Linked DNA regions of Mus musculus: region 1 is linked to region 2. Evidence: chromatin contacts called from public Micro-C data. All regions are on one chromosome and are shown on one strand. The core of a region is the stretch at or near the end of the contact, and the rest is flanking DNA. Distances in the headings are between cores, read along the strand shown. Region 1 holds the start of Pax2 (paired box 2). Region 2 holds the start of Dmrt3 (doublesex and mab-3 related transcription factor 3).

Region 1 (5,232 bases), core at 337-2,836, about 19 Mb before region 2:
CTCTATTCCTATTTTCTTATTTCTCTTCCCCAACATCCTTTTAATTTTCTTTCCTTGATTTTCCCCCCTCTTGGTTTGATTTCTCCTTCCTTTCTCCTCAGCCTTGGCATTTGTCTTTCTTTTGTTCTTTCCCTCTGATTATATCCATTCTTGCTGACCCCCTGGCCAGGGCGCTGGCTGAATGGTCCTCAACAGTGAGTGGAGACAGGCAAGGAAGTCTCTCGAGTGTACAGCATCCAGGTGCTGGCCTGGATGGCTCTACCTCTCTCCCTGACTTTGATTTCTTCTCAAAATCCTTCATTGTTTTTTTTTTAGAATGATCACTTCCCTAGGCAAAGTTAAAAAAAAAAAAAAAAGTGACCGGCCACTCTCCTGTTCCTAGCTAAAAGGGAAGGGAAGGGGGGGGGGAAGAGGTGAGGGTGGGAGAAAGGGTGGGACGTAGCAAAGCAGCCCCCCAGGAAGCCTTAACTAAGCCGAAGGGAACAAGAGGCGCCGAGAGCTTAGGCTCAGAAGGGGGTCACACCCCCAGGATCTTAGGCATAATTGTCCTGACACCAAGGCTGCCCAAACTAGGAGCCTCCTCACGATTACCCACAACTCTAAGTTTGAGGAAGGTAAAGATGAGGGAGGAGAGAGAGAGAGAGAGAGAGAGAGAGAGAGAGAGAGAGAGAGAGAGAGAGAGAGAGAGAGAGAACAGCCTGAAAACTACTGCCAATTAGTCCTTTAGTCCAGGGCAAAGACTGACTAGGGGGTGGGTGGCTGGAACCTGGGCCCAGGGTTATGGATCCCGAGAGGTAAGGAGGAGCAGGTGGAAGGAGCCGAGGGAGGTGAGACACTAGTGAAGGTAGAAAGGCAGGCAGAACCGTGAGTATGGCGTGGCAAAAAGCAGAACGGTGGCTGAAGGCGTGAGAAACACTAGGTAAGAGAAAGGACGAAAGGAGGGAGCAGGGAAAGGCCAGTGTGGCCTCTAGGGTGAGACCTGAGCGCAGGGGGCCGGACCGCGCTGGGGCTACATGGGGTTGGAACCGAGACAGGAGCCGGGCGCCGGTACTCACGGTGCATCGCGGAGAAGGGGTCTGCTTTGCAGTGCATATCCATCGGGAGGCAGAGGAGCGGGAGCAACGCGGCCGCCGCCGCCGTGTCGCCTCTCAAACTCAACTTCAGGACTTGAGGAGAAAAGGAAGGGACGGTGGGGGAGGGAGAGTGAGCGGGCGCCCGACTGCTGGGGGGCAAGCGAGGGCGGGGGACGCCGCGCCGCGCTCCACGCCGGGACTCCTCCGGGCCCGCTGGGGTTTGCGACCGCAGAGGCTGCAACTTGCCACCGTTGGGGCACGCGGCTGGGCAGTCAGCAACGCAGCCCCGGGGCGACTGGCTGGACCAAGGGGCACTTGGGGCGCATGGCTCGCGCGCCAGCTGCGGCCAGAGCTGAGGCCGGGTAGGGAAGACGGCTCACTCAGCTCCCCTGGAACCCGGTTGTCCGAGAGGCTCTGAACCAAGAGAGCTCAGGGCGGGGGCGGCCCGAGGGCGCCAGGAGGGGAGCCGGGCCGCTCCAAGTGCCGGCGAGTTGGCGAAGTTGGCAGAGAAGTAGCAATCCCCGGGATGTCCAAGCGGGCGCCCGCGGGAGGGGAGCGTGCGAGCCGGCCCCCGCCCCCGGAAAAGGCAGGCGCACGCCGCGGCGACCGAAGGGCCAGGAGGGAGGGAGGCAGCCTAGGAGCCGAGCGGCGCCCGCAGCGCTGGGCTGGCCCCAGGTGGGTTGCGGCTGCAAGAAGACTCGGCCGGAGACTGGAGCCTGGGCTCCCGGTGTGTGTCTCTCTAAAAGCTGCAAAGCCCCCTCCAGACCCCCTCCTCCTCCCCGCGCCGGGAGATGGATGACTTGTCAGACAAAGGCAATAGATTCCACCACTCTGTGATTCGCCAGCGCCGGAGCCCCGAGCTTCGGCAAGGAGGGCCCCGCGCCTGTCACTCCGGTGCTGGCGAGGGGAGGGCCCGGGAGGGGGGGGAAACGGGAGGGAGCAGCGGGTGAAGGAAGAGGGAGGGTGAGGAGCGGGCCAGGGGGAGGAGGAATGGGAGCCCCGGATTAAAACTACACTGAGAAACGAAACTCGCCGAGAAGATAAACGTTAGATAAGGATAAAGAGCGGCCAGCCTAATGAATATTCAGGCAACCACAGAGGGCCTCCGAGCGCGCGGCACTCCGAAGCCAGGCTCTCAGTCCTAACTCGCCCAGCCCTGCCATCCACCGGCCAATGCCCGCAAATCCCAGACGCCCGCGAGTCCGCAGCCCCTGTCCTAACTCGGCTACCCTTGCGCTGAGTTCCTTTCCGTTTCTCCCTGTGTCTTCCTTCCTCTCTCCCTTTCCCTCTGGTCCTTCCCTTTCGCCTTTTCCTCCTGTGGTACCTTCCCATCCACGCACGCATGATTCTCATTCCGGGGCAAAGTGCCCAGCAGTTTGTCCCCTCCCGTCCCACACGCGGTGGCGCGCACCCCCTCCCCGGAGTCTGGGCAGTCCAGACGCCTGGTTTGGAATCAAGCTAGAGGCCTCTGGCTAGAACCCACCTGCCTTGGTGGGACCCAACGGATGGTAGGAGAGCCAGGGAACTTGGCACCTGGACCCTCGGGTAGCTAGGGAAGGGACTGTGCCGGGAGACGGTGCGCAGCGGCTTGTCCGCGGCAGTGACAGAGGATGCAGAAGCCCAAGGCGGGACCAAGGCGTTCTCTTTCCCCGGCTGGGGAGAAGAGGAGGCTATGAACGCGACTGAGCGCCGCCCGCCGCCAGCTCTGCAGATCCCGAGCGAGCGCAGCTGGCGCAGCACGCCGGCCTGGCCCGGCTCCTACCAGAGCCGCTGGCCCAGTCTCTGCAGCCTGGCCCGCACTCGCTCCCTTGTTCGCTGGGGTCTTCTCGCACGCACTAAGCGAGAGAAGCCCTTTGTCTCCTAACTGGTTAAGTACAGAATATCCAGGAGATCTTTATGAAATATTTTCCCTAGTCTCATAAATCATCTTGGCACTTCAGCTGATGTTTTAACTCACCCCCCCCCCCTTTTTCGCTCCCTCCTCCCAGGCTTCCCTGGGTCTGAAAAAGGGCGGCTCCAGGAAGCTCAAGCTGAGAAACACAGCTTTCTTGCCCGGCGGACCCAAGACTCCTTGGTGTTGTCTGCAGCTCCTGAAGCCCAGAGGAAGGGCAATGAGTGTAGACAGTGCCCCTGTCCCTATAGCCAAAAAGCCTCGGCAGTAGATGGGGTTGGGGGAAGCACCCACTAGACTCTCAGCCCGTCTCAGACTGACTCCTACCGGGCATTTAGAACCGCCCACATTCTGGGTGAGTTTCAGGCCAGGCTCAGCTACACCGGATTCTGAGCTTTCCATTCCAAGGGGAGCTGGGTCGGTTGGGATCTGGGCCTTTGCCCGGTCTCCTGGAAATTTCCGGCTAGATTAATCCAATTGCAGAGTAACTGCTGGAAAGTAAGAAACTAAAAAATAAAAATAAAAATAAACCACCTTTCCATCTGCCCACCACCACCCTGTCCCCCACTTCCTTTGGTCTGAGGACTAGGTTCCCGTGGGCAGGAAGAGTAGGAGGTTCAGGGGTCCTGCCAGGAAAACCAATGCCTTCCTCTCAAGGCCTGTAGATGGCGCTCCCGGGTTTGCTTTGGCCAAATCTCACAACCTCACAACCTCAGCAACACGCACTAACTTCTCATAGGGAACAGAAAAGAAGTGTGTGTGTGTGTGTGTGTGTGTGTGTGTGTGTGTGTGTGTGTGTGTGTGTGTGTGTGTGGAAACAGAGTTATTTCAGCCTAAAAGGGTCAGCTCCCATACTGGGGAGCCAGAAGCTCTAAGGTGGTAGTAACCGCAGTAGCCTTATCTTCCTTTGAAGAAGCAATCAGTCCAGAATTTGAGGTGGGGAGCATTCAGAAGAGTTCATAAAGGAACTCTTGTTGGGTGTGCTTAAGTTAAGTCTTGGTATGTCTGTTGAGGAAACAAAAATCAGCGGAGTTCCTCACTCCAACAGAGATCCAGAGTCCTCTAGAACTGAAATATAGTTTCATGTTTCACGTCCTATGAAATGTGAACATAGACAATGGATATTTCCCCATAAGAATGGGAGTGGGGTCGAACTTTACATTTTGTAAAGAGAACTAACAATTCAATTCGTAAAACACTTTTGAAGTTGCACTTACGCAAGTATCTGCCACATACATCCTCTTAGGAATGAGGGCTAGTGATAGTCTAATTTCTATGTAGCTCCAGAAAACTCAGGCATGCCTTCCCAGGACTCCTGGGACGCGCGCGCGCACACACACACACATACACACACACACACACACACACACACACACACACACACACACACACACACCTCCAGTTTCCCTGTTAGTTTTCCAGCTGGTTTCTGGGTCTAGATAATCAAAAGGCGATCTACCCTGCTGCTTTGGAAGCCCGTTAGCCTCTGCACAGCCCTCTCTTTGGACTTTAGAAGGAAGGGCTGATTTGCAGATGTCCCTTCTCGATGGCCTCTCCTTCTGACTCCCCCTTTCCTGTTCTTTTTCTTCTTCTATGGGCCCTAACAGAAGGGGAAAGAGTAGAAAAAGAAAAGAAGAAAGAAGAGGAAAGGGAGGAAAGAAAAAGAAAGACAACAACCCAACCCCAAACACAGCCAGGGCTCGACCTGTCAGGCTTGGTTGCTTTTCCCTCATCTGACTCTAAATGAACCTTTTCTCTCTAGTGTTTTCAAAGCAGCCCTTCAACACCCCCCCACAACCTAGGGGCATTTACACTTCAAACAAGGAGCCCGCCTCCCTGCGGAAATTTAAAGGCAAATAAACTTTTGGGGAGTTGCTCTGATACCCATCTCGGGATTTGCTTCATTAGTCGCCTCTGTGCATCTGATCTGCCCAATAAATCTTCCTTGTGGATCTCAGTTCCTTCGCCTTCTCTGCTGCCACCTCTGCCATGCTCGCTTGGCGCCTGGCAGCCCCACTCCTACTACCTCCCTTCCGAAAGCCTAGGGTCAAGCTGGTTCTCCGCTGGAGCGGGCCTGCTCTGCGTGAGTGTTAGGTGTGCGGGAGGCCTGCGGTCCTGCAAGAAGGCCCTCTCATAGATACTTATGCAAAGGTGTCCCAAGCCGCATGTGACTTATACCCCAGATTTTAATGCGTCTGTGGGCGGATCATGCATAAGTAAAGTGCAGGCAGAGATCCTGTCTGCTAACCCCGCTCACCCAGGCCCCCT
Region 2 (5,312 bases), core at 1,288-3,787:
CTTGGCCTCCTCAATGCCCTCATCCACCCCCTTTTCTCCTTGCTTTGGGTTTTGTTGGCTCTTTATACATTTTGGCTATGGAGAAGGACAACCCGTTGAGAACCACGCGATGCTAAAGGAGTCCCCTCTTGGACAGAGACCACAGAACTCAAGGTTAGTGCTCTTTAAGAGCTGCTGATAGGCAGCTGGGCACTGTAAAATAGCAAGTTGAATTTTTAACTCGACCTCTTCTTCTCTAGTCCAGGGGACTCCCAGAGCCAGGAAAACCAGGAACGGAAAATTAAAAGTGGGTAGCATGGAATTCTGGGACTAAGACCAAACACCCCTTCTTGTTCTCAGGACAAGCCCTCCTCCCACAATAGGCTCTAGTTTCTCTACTGTCAAATCCACAAATATAAGATGAGGGTCGTGGGGCGGTGCTTCTGAGACATGCTTATATGTTCCTTGTTAAATAGCCACAAAACCCAGCCAGCAAACTGCTTTCTGAACTTCAGGCCTACCGGGCACAATTGAGCCAGAAGGTAGGACAAACTGGCCAAGCTACCTACCACCTCACCACACACCAACAGTGAGTAGCCCCCCCAGACCCCCAGTTCAGCACAGTGCTCTGGGGTTCTCTGAAGAAGAGCAAGAGCTGTCATTGAGCAGCTGAGAAAGTAGAGACAGAGGCTCTAGCTACCAGAAAAACTACGGACCTTTCACTCCTAATTCCAGTACACCCCATTCCGAAGGAGATGGGCCTGTCTCCTTTGTACGTTTACCCAGTGAAGGGGAAACACCAAACTCCATTGAATTCCGGTTGCCAGGAGGCTGCGAGCGGCCAGGAGTAAAGCTAGAGGTTCCTCGGAGGAAAGAGAGGAAGAGGCTTAAAATAGGGGCAGCCGGACTCAGGGACTCAGGAAAGAGCCAGAAAGAGAGAACTAAGTAGAAACCGGGGTCTGCCCACTGTCAGGGCTCAGAACCCTGTTAACCCATCCCCAAAATCAGAGCATATCTGAACAGCGGGAAGCTAGATGGCCAGAAAGCCCCTCATTATTTCAGGCCAGGCCAACCCCGCAAAATCCTGGAAAGGCACTTGCTAGGTTTTCTCCACTGTAGGCCAAGTTTTGGTTTTAATTTCTTCACACCACAGCAGCCCGGGAAATGGCAATAAAGGACCAAAGAAGTAGTTCAGCAAAAGAGAGTTAAGTAGCTTCACTTTGGAGCCTTTTCCTTAGAGTTCTTAAAAGGCGCCTTTTTTTTTTTTTTTTTTTTCAAATTCTAAGTCTTGAGGCCTCTTAGCCTGGCTAAAAAAAACAAAACGACTCCTAGTTCCTTTAAGTAAGAGACAAAACGCCTGTTCCGGACCAAGCCAAGAATCACCTAGAAACAGCAAAGCACTGGGCCCTGACTGCTAGCCAGCACCTACTTACCCCCTCGCTCCAAGTGAGAGCCCCCACCCGTCTAAAACCCGCAGCCCGGATAACCCTCCTCATTGTGGTGTGTTTAAAGTCGGTCTTCCCCAAGACATCATTTTATTTTTAAAATTGACCTGCTATGTTCCCTTTCAACCCGGGGAAAGCCTCTGACGATAGGGACACAGCCAGGCGATCTGGTTGGCCCCTCTGGCGGGCTCCTGGGTTCCATCGGCTTCAGACTCTCGAGACCCCCTTTCCGGGAGAGTAAGAACCGGTGCCTGGTGGGGGTGGGGCAGGTCCAACCAGGTCCACTTCCCACAAACTTGTCTTCGGCCTTCCCCCACGATCCCGAAGAGCCCTCGAAGCTCCCTCATTCGGAGCGCGACCCCAGCGCCGCAGACGCTCTCACCTGGTTTAGCAAGCTGCGCTGGCAGCGTCCCGGGCTGGGGCTCCGCGACCCAGCGCAGCGCGGCGGCCGCGGCCAACTCCGCGGTGGGACGAGGCGGCGCGGGCGGCTGGGACGCTTGGGAGGCTGGCGACGACTGCGAGGCGGTAGCGGCGGTGGCCGCAGCGTCCCCCGGCGGCGGGGGCCCTGGCAGAGCCCGCAGCGAGTCCGGGATGAGGCTCTCCAGGCTCTCGTTGGCCTGCTGCCTGCGCAGCGCCACCTGCGCCGCCATCACCCGCTGCCGCTCGATGATCAGGATGCACTTCTCGCAGGTGCAGTCCTTGAAGCGACAGTAGCGCTTGTGGCCCTTGAGCCAGGACAGCACCCCGTGGTTCCGGCAGCGCGCGCACTTGGGCGTGCGCTGCAAGGGCGCCCGCGGCGGCTGCGACACCGGGCCGCCCATGTACAGGTAGGGGGAGCCGTAGCCGTTCATGCCCAGGGCTCCCCCCGGCCGGCGGCGGGAGCTGGAGCACAGAGCTCGGAGGCCCGCTCTCGGGAGGCCCCGGAAGGTCCGCGGCGGCCGGAGCTACGGCAGCAGTCTCCCCGGCTCCGATGGCGCTCGCAGCCCGCCGGTACCCACGCGTGCCGCCTCTCTGCCCGCCGCTCTCGGGGCGCAGGCTCCACCCGCAGGTCCTCCCACGCTGAGGCTCTCCAGCAGCTGCAAGGAGCCGGGGAGAGCTCTGATTACGGTCTGAGCCACTTCCTTCCCTGGTCCCTTCCTCGCAGACTGGACCCAGCACCTCCTCCGCCACCCTCCCCCCCCAGTCCCTCCTCCCTCCCGCCGCCACCCCCCCCCCAATCGGGGTCCCAGCCTCCTTGCGCTCCCCACGCGCTTTCCTCCTCCCTGGCAGGCACCCCTCGGGTTCCTGCACCTCACCTTCCCCGCCACCTGCAGCCTGGCCTCTCAGGCGGGGGCGCTCACAGCCCCCTCTGCCAAGCGCTCTGTTACCCCTTCCTGAGCCGGGAGGGACTGCGCCGCTGCGGTACCGCGGGAGCGCTGGGCGGACCGGGTGTGGGGCGGGGGACGATGGGGAGGGGGGTGGGTGTTTGTAAGCCAGCCGGCAGGCCTCTCCCCTACCCTCTCACGTCGCTCCAGCACTGGCCTCGAAGCACTGAGCCCTAGACCGCTTTCCTTCCCACCCTTGGCCTCAGCCATTCGGAGCTTGCGAGGGAATTGAGGGTACTCCGCAGGTCGGCCCCGGGAGAACCGGGTTTCAAGAACCGGAAAGTCTCCACCTGGCAAGAGGAATCAAAAGAGGGGTAGTAGTGATTCGGGAATTCTTCGCTTGGTTTTGCAATCTAGTTTCTTTTTCATTGCTACAGAAGAAAAATGAGTATTTTTTTTTTTAATCTGTCAGGCTTCAGGAAGACAACTCGTTTTATAGGGTAACTTCAATTTTCTACTTAACCTCCTCTTGTCTTTAAAATAAACAATCTCTGCCTTGAATGACCTCTCTGCCTTGGACTGCCAAGTGCTCTCTTGGATGTTTTTCTTAAGCACTGTTTAAACTTTCCGAGGGTGTAGGGAGAAGACACATTAGTGGCCCCAAAGTTACCTGGTATTTTGTTCACGCAAAGGCCACTGAATCAGCCAAGGTCCGGAATTGCCCAGTTCAAATCCCCACAGACGCTGTGTTTTACTTAAGAATAAGGAATAGACCCTACTCGTAACAATCTTTGCGTGACGATGAAGAGTCTCCTGTATAACCTTAGACTGCATAAGCCTTTTTTTTTTACAGCATAAATTTCGTTTATACTCTTTGCTTGTTTTCAGTATTGGTTTGTCCAATGTCGAGTATTACTACGTACGTGTAGAGAAGGCTGCCTTTTTTCACTCAACCAAGAAAACAACCGAACAAAAATCAAGGCATAAAGTAGGCTCAGGACCGCTTTAACAACTCAGTGGGAAGGAGCCAACGGAAGTCCCGGACGGTCTTTTAGCGGCCCCTGGGAACGTGCGCTCCGCTTCTTACTGTGTGGGTGAAAGTTAACGTAAACGGGTCTGCTGCGGTACCTGACTCCTGAACTGCACAGAGACCATAGTCTCTTTCTGGAGGTCGCTTTCCAGTGCCCAGCCCTACCGCCAGCCAAGGAAGAGAGCATCGCTGGCAATCTTGAGTTTGCTGTGAATTCTAGGACTGTGTCGTCCGAGGTTCAAGCAGCAAGCTCTCTGCCCAGAAGAGTGATTTGGAACCGGGAGAGAGCTTTGAACGCGGAATATAAATGTAGCTTTGTACCTTTTTTCCCCCTCGATGCCCTTAGCTACTCGGGTTTCAGGTGCGTGGAGGAGTTGATAGTTGTTCCGGGCTGACCTGCTGGGACTGGAAAGGAACCCCTTGCACACGAATGCTATCTCCAAGATAATTTCCCCAAAACTGCACGGAACCAGTACCCCTGGCTTTTGCCCTTTTCCCCCCACCCTTCTAACCTGGCCTCTTTCCACCCTTGGTCAGAAAAACAAGTTTCTAACTCTACAACTAGTAGGACTTTTGTAAATTGTGGAGACGGGGCACAAGGGTCACGCGTTGATCTTTGGGCCCCGAAACAGGGGGGAAAGGTACAGAAATCACTTTTTATGCTCTGCGAATGGCACGAATCTGGGAACTTGTACTGTTTCAATCTGAAATCTGTGCGTCTAAGAAAGACGAGGACCACGGACTTTTATCGAAGCTGAATTTCTCTTTAAATGGTCAGGGAAACAGATCAGGAAAATAAGAGTAACTAGTTTCTCTGGGGAAAGAGAGCAGCAGAGTTCTGCACCAGGTTTTTAGGGGACATTTTCATTCTCAAAGCAATCCCCTTTCCTTCCTGGGTCACCTAGCCACCCTATCCCAGTGCCACTCACACACTCTGGTATTATTTGGTACTGGGCCCCGTTTCACTCCAGTGCACATCGAGGGCCGAGATCTAAATACTCATTTGATATAGCGCGGTAATCCTTTTCTCATATTTGATGGGAATGTTTTCCATATCCCAGTATTTGACAACATCTCCCTATAGGGACAGGTTTGTATTTATGTTGGTAAAATGTCCCCTGCCTCAAAGTCTATTGTAACCCAACACCTGACAACCCCGAGTCCCATTTCTGTTTGCAGAAAGGGTTTATTCAAGCACATAATGGGATCCCAGCAGAAAGCCTTTCAGAACAAGGGGCTATGGTAAACTTCACCACATGAACTCCGTTTCCAGGGCTATTAAGCTTTTAATTGGAAAATAGCAGAGGAAATTTCAAGGTGACTATAACGTGTTAGCAGTTAGTTCAGAGAAGAAAAGCCCATGCGGGGATGAATGTAGAAAGCATATGGTCCGAATCACATTTAGGGGGCGCGGCCTGCTTCTACTAAGTCCCTGCAGCTTATGCATTTATGGGAAAAATCATCAAAGAAATTGGACAGGGAGGGGGAGGGTTACAAGTGAAAGTAACCTCACAGACGACACCCACTCCCAGCTCCTCTGAGTGGTGTGCTAGT

Evidence for each region. A called contact is a pair of places that touch in the nucleus more often than the background predicts.
Region 1: a contact with region 2 is called in a Micro-C map of embryonic stem cells, with 15 times the contacts expected there. A contact is called at or near these places in 3 of 484 Hi-C or Micro-C datasets (all in embryonic stem cells) and 1 of 9 other capture datasets (embryonic tail).

The regions. Positions count from the first base shown.
Region 1 is chr19:44,753,260-44,758,491 of GRCm38.p6, reverse strand. Pax2 (paired box 2) reads right to left here and starts at 1,586. Exons shown (of 10, transcript NM_001368747.1): 1 at 1,056-1,586. The coding sequence starts at 1,098.
Region 2 is chr19:25,607,762-25,613,073 of GRCm38.p6, reverse strand. Dmrt3 (doublesex and mab-3 related transcription factor 3) reads right to left here and starts at 2,537. Exons shown (of 2, transcript NM_177360.3): 1 at 1,807-2,537. The coding sequence starts at 2,275.